Linked DNA regions of Rattus norvegicus: region 1 is linked to region 2. Evidence: chromatin contacts called from public Hi-C data. All regions are on one chromosome and are shown on one strand. The core of a region is the stretch at or near the end of the contact, and the rest is flanking DNA. Distances in the headings are between cores, read along the strand shown.

Region 1 (3,402 bases), core at 249-2,748, 50 kb before region 2:
CTCTGGACCCAGATAGTGAACCATGGTAGACACGGTGGGGCTCTCCAGCCTCCCTCCAGTAGTTAAGTGTATATTCACATTCAGCATCTGCCCCATGGCCAGCAATTCGGGGTATCCGGCCCACGCCCCATCCTGGGCAGCAGCGATAATAAACTCCCCCACGTCGCCCTCAATGAGGGGGCTGAAGTGGTCGAGGTGGTCCGCGATGTAGTGCACGGTCTGCTCCCTCAGCTCCCGGTGCAGGCTCTGGTCCCCGTACACAGTCTTGCTGACAGCTCGGTAAAGGCAGTTACCGTCAGGGATGATGTGGAATCGGTACTTGTTCCTCTGTCTCAGGTACTTGTCCTGCCTCTCCACCTCGGCCAGGTACAGGGCTAGCTTCTCATCCCTGGGATCCGCCCGGGGCGCGCCTACAGCTTCGCCTTCACCGTTCTGGGTCGGATCGCCGCTGCTCCGTGCGGGTGCGGGTGCGGGTGCGGGTACGGGGTGAACCTCAATTTCGGGATCCGGCCGTCGGTGCGCGTCAGCCCCGGAGGCGTCGCTGCGACCGCTCGCCCGGTCCCAACCTCGGGGACTGCGCTCCGTCCGGCGCTCCTCACTCCACGGGCCGGCCCCGGGCTCCGGGCCGACGGGGGCCGGTGCAGGGGCTCGGTGCTGGGCGGCCGCCAGGGCCTGGCGATGCTCGCTCAGTCGGAAGTTCCTGTCGGGCGCGTCGCGGGCGGCGTTCGGGGCCGCGGGCTCGTCGGGCCGGAGCAGCTCTTCCAGCAGCCAGGCGGACGAGCCGCGACGCGGAGGCGCGGGAGCCGAGGGTGGCGGCAACAGGAGGCGCTCGGCGCCCAGGGCCCGCACGGCGATGTGCGCCGTAGACGTGAAGTGCGGCGGCAGCGGCGGCTTGCAGCACGCGCCGGGTGGGGCGGCGGCGGTGGCTGACCCGGACCGCTCGAAGCAGGCAGAGAAGGCGGGCATGGCGGCGGCGGCGGCGGCTTCGCGTGGTTCGGTAGCCGCGGCGGGTGGGCGCTCTCCGGTATCCGGCTCCGGAGCGGCGGCGGCGGGGCCCGCTGACTGCAAGGAGACCTTGAAGGCGGCGGTGGTGGCAGGCGGGGCGGCGGCCGTGGGGCCCGGCGTGCCCGCAGGGTAGTGGGTGCACACGCTGCTGTAGAGCTGCATGGCCGTGGCCGCCCGCGGCCCCTTATAGCTGCGAGCCCGGCTTGGAGACACACCCTCGGGCGCAGTGCCCCGGAGCCCGAGAATAGCGCTGAGCTCAGCGCCGCGGGCCGCCGCGTCAGGAGCCGCGAATAGCGCCCGGGCCGCGACCCAATTCGTACTGCGCCACAGCGCGCGGGCGGTCCGAGGGCACCGGAGGGCGCGCGCTCGGCCCGGGACAGGGGCGCAGGACGCTGCGGCAGCTGTGCCCCGCGCCGGCCGCTGGGGACGGTTGGAGAAGCTGCCCGCTCAGCCGAGCGCCGCCCGCCCGCAAGCAGGAGTGCAGCGCGCGGATGAGAGGAGGCGGGGCCGCGCTTGTTTACCTCAGGCCGCGCGGCCGCGTCACATGGTCCCCCAGGAATGCGCGCCCCATTCAAGCGGGGCCGCCCCGCCCCTCGGCGGCGGCCTCATGGGCGTGGCCGGAGAGGGCGAGGCGGGGGCTGGGCTACAGACATGCGCATTGAGTGCGCTGTCAACCTGACTACCGTTGCTGGCTGCGGGGTACCTAGGAAGCAGGTCTGTGGGCTGTGCCGCTGTCCTGCTGTGTGACGCAGCGGCGGGACCGGCTTAGCCGGGGCAAAAGACTAGGTTGGAATAACGCGTTTCTAAAACAAAGTGCGTACTAGGGACGGAGCTCTGCCTTGAATCTTGCAGGGCCAGTGGCATTCAGCAACTTCTTGAATCGGTTCTTCAGATGAAGGAGTTTGGGTCTGGTCTTCACGATCTTGCTGCCCGGCTAAGCAAAAATGCATGGGCGAAAGGAAGGCTCTCAGGCAGCCTTCCTCGGAACACCAAATGACATGCAGCTTAAAGCCTTTTGAAAGTAGATCGCGAGTGCTAAACTTTGAGGCAAGAGGAGGCACACCACCTATATTCTGGAACAACTCAACGAAATGAGACAACAGACTGACCTGTGCTTCCTTTGCAAAGGAAAGCCAGAGTGTTACCAAACTGGTACCTACTTGCAGTAACAGTAGCGTTTACATTATTCTGAGATTCAATCCAATATTAAATTTAATTTCCAGATATATAGATTGGATTGGAGGTGACTTCTTGGTATGGAAAAACAGCCTGCAGGTTGTGCTACATGCATTACACCATTCCACTGGAATGTAATTTCTACTTGTTACTAGGGTCTCTCTCATTGGGGATTCTTAGACTCCTTAATCAAAACATTTTGAACGGCTCAAAAGGAACCTTGGGGACAATTTTACTAATGTTTGAGAGGGTAGGTAATCTGCTAATCTTGGCAGTTGGCCAGAGAAGGGAGGAGAAATTTTAAAAAGCCATGCCCTTTTAAGTTAGGACTGGAAAAGGCAGGTCAGCAAGTCCAGCAACGGAGTTTGGCCAGCTGTTGCACTGGTAAGGGATGGTGTAAACCACCAGGCTAGAATAGGTGTATTCTAAACAAGACATTTGTGCTTTCCTCTTATTTAGCCCATTGGAAAAAAAGTGAACACACACACACACACACACACACACACACACACACACACACACTCACACACGCCCGCACAGGAATTTCCCCCCAGAGAAGGTACTTATCTTCTGGAGCTGACCTTTCAGGAGAGATTTGGAGCTGAGACAGAAATGGACTGGGGACCACATTTGCCAGTGTTTAGTTAGGCATAGCTCCTGCTTTGCATTTAAACCTCACCCTCAGGAAACACAACTCCAAGACAGAATTTGTGGATTAGTAAGATCTCTTTTTTTAAAAATTTGCTTTTCATCATTAATTTGGCACTTTTAGTTGCCTTATTGAGGAGGGATGGCCGAACTTGAGTTGGAACACAGCGTGTAAGCCAATAATTCCGGTAATAGTAGCTTCAGAGAAAAGTAAAAATGCAGTGTTCCTAGATGCATGCCTGGTATCTTCAAGAAAACAACGCAAAAGAGAAAATTACCCTTTTCTGAATGAGAGCTCAGAAGAGAAGGAAGACCAGAGCACAGAGTTCTTTACAAAAGAATGCCAGCGGCCACAACGTCTTCTGGGAAGGGAAAGTATATTATCTTATTAAAGGAATTGCTATTCCTCCCCCTTCTCCATTGCATAGCATAATCTGTAGTGCCTCCATCCTGGACTGGACTCAGAATGCTCAGACTCTATTCTTTTGACCAGGAGAAAGTAGATTTGTCCCATCTTTTACATGGTAATGTAAGTCGGAAAGAGGCACTTCCTTTTGTAGGTGATGGGGAGGA
Region 2 (3,522 bases), core at 147-2,646:
TCTGGTTGCTTGGCATTGTTGTATATATGGGGTCTCGAGCCCCTTCAAGCTCTTCCAGTTCTTTCTCTGATTCCTTCAATAGGGGACCTATTCTCAGTTCAGTGGTTTGCTGCTGGCATTCGCCTCTGTGTTTGCTGTATTCTGGCTGTGTCTCTCAGGAGCGATCTACATCGACTCGGAGAGTCTTAAAACACGTCATAAATGTTTTCCTTTGGTGGAAGTACACACGGAGAATCTGATTTATAGAAGTCCAAATAAATCAGTGTGCGTGTGTGTGCGTGCGTGTGTGTGTGCGTGTGTGTGCGTGTGTGTGCGTGTGTGTGCGTGTGTGTGTGTGTGTGTGTGTGTGTGCGTGTGTGTGTGTGTGTGTGTGTGTGCGTGTGTGTGCGTGTGTGTGCGTGTGTGTGCGTGTGTGTGCGTGTGTGTGCGTGTGTGTGTGCGTGTGTGTGCGTGTGTGCGTGTGTGTGTGTGCGTGTGTGTGTGTGTGTGTGTGTGTGTGTAATTTGTGTCTTTATTGATTAATTTGATTTCTTGTCCGGTATGTGTTTCATGCATTTGTTCAAAGGGCGAATGTTCCCCTAAGACTTGGGGATGTACCATACAAGTATGCCAAGCACGTGTCACAGGCAGCGTCAAGGGAAGGTTTTATAACAACTTCAGTTTGCCTACACCTCAAGAGTTTCCTCAGTATGTCAATATTGGAGGGGCAGGTGAGGACTTCACCTGGAGCCCTGTGCAGACAGGCTACAGCCCTAACTCCAATTTGTCTTAGATTCAAAATAAGTGGCAGTTTTCCTTTGAATTTCTTTAAAAGTGCAATCTACCGCCTCAGTTCCTTTGCCACTTAATGTTTTAAGTCAGAAATATCATTTCCCTTCAGTATGTTTGCTCGGAGGCTGGTAAATAAGAGAGCTTACTTTCTTCCTGAGTTCTATTGCCTCGTCCTAGAAAACAACTCTGGAATTTCATTTTGAACGATATGAAGAAAATAAGGATTGGCCAGCAGTGATGAATTTGTATGATTTGTAGGTGAGGTTCTAAGAATATGTTAATCCCATAAAATAAAGGATATGTCTTCTTCTCAAGGTTCCACTCTGTGTTTTAAAGGTGAATTCAAGTGTTGGTTGAGGATTTCTTCTGAAACATTGCCCAAAAAGAGACATCTGCTTCCTGTGAAACAAAGCCAGAGTGACACTTCTTGGTGTTTTTAGCCATGAAGTGCTGTAGTATCTTCAACAGGACAGTGTTGGTGCTGAGGAATGTGTGGTTAATTCTGGAGTAGGCAGGATAAGCTATTTGAGGCTGTAATTTTGCAGTAACTAGGTCTTAGGACACGAATGCCAGGCAACCCACTTGTGAATCATCCTTCACTTCCTGGATCCTTTTCTGACATTTGGAAGGGCTTCTCAGCTTTGCACGGTGCTCCAATCGAAGAGGGCCTGGAGGCCGTTCGGTCCACTAACGTGGGCTGGCCATCAGCAAGAAATCTGACCATACCTTGGTATCTTCCTTCTCACTATTGTACAAACTATCAATGGAACTTGAGCACTGAAAGAAGTGTGCAGCACTGGTCCCCTAAACCTAGGACCAGCCATATCCTCTCGCATGCTGTGTTTAATTCTGGGTTTCATATCCAAAAGAAGACAGAAAGCTTGGAGAGAGTTTAAAGGGAAACTGAAAGTACAATTAGAGGTTTGAGAAACCAGCCCCACGAGGAAAACTTTGGGAGGTTTTCTGACTTCTCCCGCTGCGGAGAGCTTGAGCCCAAAAGACTCAGGTTTCCAGCTGCAGGGTAGCTACAGACTTTGCTCCTGTGCAGAAATGATTTAAGCTAAACATCGAATGTTCTGACCATAGAATGATTTACTCCAAAGAACTATCCATGCACAAACACAACTCTCATCTCAAAGGGGATTGTATACTCTGGAGCCAAACGTGAGTGGACTCGGCCTGCGAACGCAGATGGAGATTACCCCCAAATTCCACATGAAAAAGCCATTTCATGAAGCATTTATAGTAACAGAGCAAAGAAAGGCAAACATCAAACCATTTCTATTAGTGGGAACACCAGGAAGACGGGTGAAAAGCGAGGGGAGAACCTCTGCTGTAGGCCTCAGGGGACATCCTTGGCTTTGGGTTGTTGGAAACTAGAGTTTTATTGTCCACTCCGGAAGGTTCACCGGATGGCCCTGGAGATATCAGGTCTGGTACAGTAGAGGGCAATGTGTCTAGGAAGAGGCCAGAGAGAGGTAGGCTCCAGATGTGCAATATTCCAAACTCTTCACAGTCGCTGCAGCTCCCATCAGCTAAGGGCCTTCCAGAAGCTTCAGTGGAAGGTATAACTCCTTTCTGGGAACTCTTGCTCACAGAACATACAAAAGCCGCTTGCAGAGAAGAATGAAAAGTAGGGTAGGCTTTAAAAATAGATCCAGCATATGATCCAGCTAGCCTATGCCTACATGCACAGCCACGGAAACCCACAGCAGCTTAGGAAAGAGATTCCTCTTTGGGAATAGGAGCAGCTTAGGTGCCCATCAACAGACAGAATGGATAAAGAATGCATAAACACACACACACACACACACACACACACACACACACACACACAGAGAGAGAGAGAGAGAGAGAGAGAGATAGTAAAGGGAAAGAAGGGAGGGAGGGAAAAAGGGAGGAAAGAAGAGTAAAAGAGAAATAGTTTCAACTCTCCGATAGGAAAGAGCTTTGGCCTACAGATTCAAAAAGAGAGTAATCAATAGTCCTCCTGAAAAGTCTTCTAGTTACACGGCCATTTCCACTTCTATAAGCCAGTGATCTTACCCTGCGAAGGCAGGTTCCCAGCCTCGAAGTACAGTTTAAGGTCAGTGAAGCACGGCTGACAACAGTATTGGTAGCCATTCAGTAACAGGGCTTAAGAGGCTGACAATGGGAAGGCAGGAGCCATTGCTGTTGATGTTTAGACCAAACAATTAGTTACTGTAGAGTACTGTTTCTCCATCTGTAGCTCAGCTTCCCTGGTAACTCTGTAAAACTTAGTAACTGCAGGCACAAGGACCTGAGTTTGAACCCCCCAGAACCCAGGTAAAAAGCCAGACATCAGGCACTTGCCTAGAACCCCAGCTTTGGAAAAGTAAGGAAGGAGTGGAGACAGTCGGATTCCTGAAATGCAGGCCTAGCTGAATTGATGAGCTTTGGCGATGGTGAGAGACCCTTTCTCAAAGAGATAAAGAGGTATCAGGGAAAGACAGATAGCATCTACCTAGGACTCATACAGGTGTGCGGGCATACACACACACACACACACACACACACAAACACATATATACATGTACACACACACTCACACACACATACACACACAAACACACACACATATACACACACAAACACACACACAGAAACACACACATACACACATACACACACAAACACATACACACACGTACACACATACACACAAACATGCACAAACACAAACACATACACACAGTACACACACAAATACACACACACAAACATACACAC

What was found. Hi-C and Micro-C count contacts between places; a contact is called where the count stands out from the background.
Region 1: a contact with region 2 is called in a Hi-C map of frontal cortex, with 1.9 times the contacts expected there. The contact joins the promoter of Otud1 here to the enhancer-like site in region 2.

Annotation. Positions count from the first base shown.
Region 1 is chr17:87,166,344-87,169,745 of GRCr8, reverse strand. Otud1 (OTU deubiquitinase 1) reads right to left here and starts at 1,498. Exons shown (of 1, transcript NM_001400772.1): 1 at 1-1,498. The coding sequence starts at 1,167.
Region 2 is chr17:87,116,460-87,119,981 of GRCr8, reverse strand. No RefSeq gene overlaps it. Among named protein-coding and RNA genes, the nearest start is that of C17h10orf67, 36 kb to the right of the region's middle. Within about 2 kb of position 1,396, at least 11 of the 93 cell types and tissues checked have an H3K27ac peak or open chromatin away from gene starts, as enhancers often do.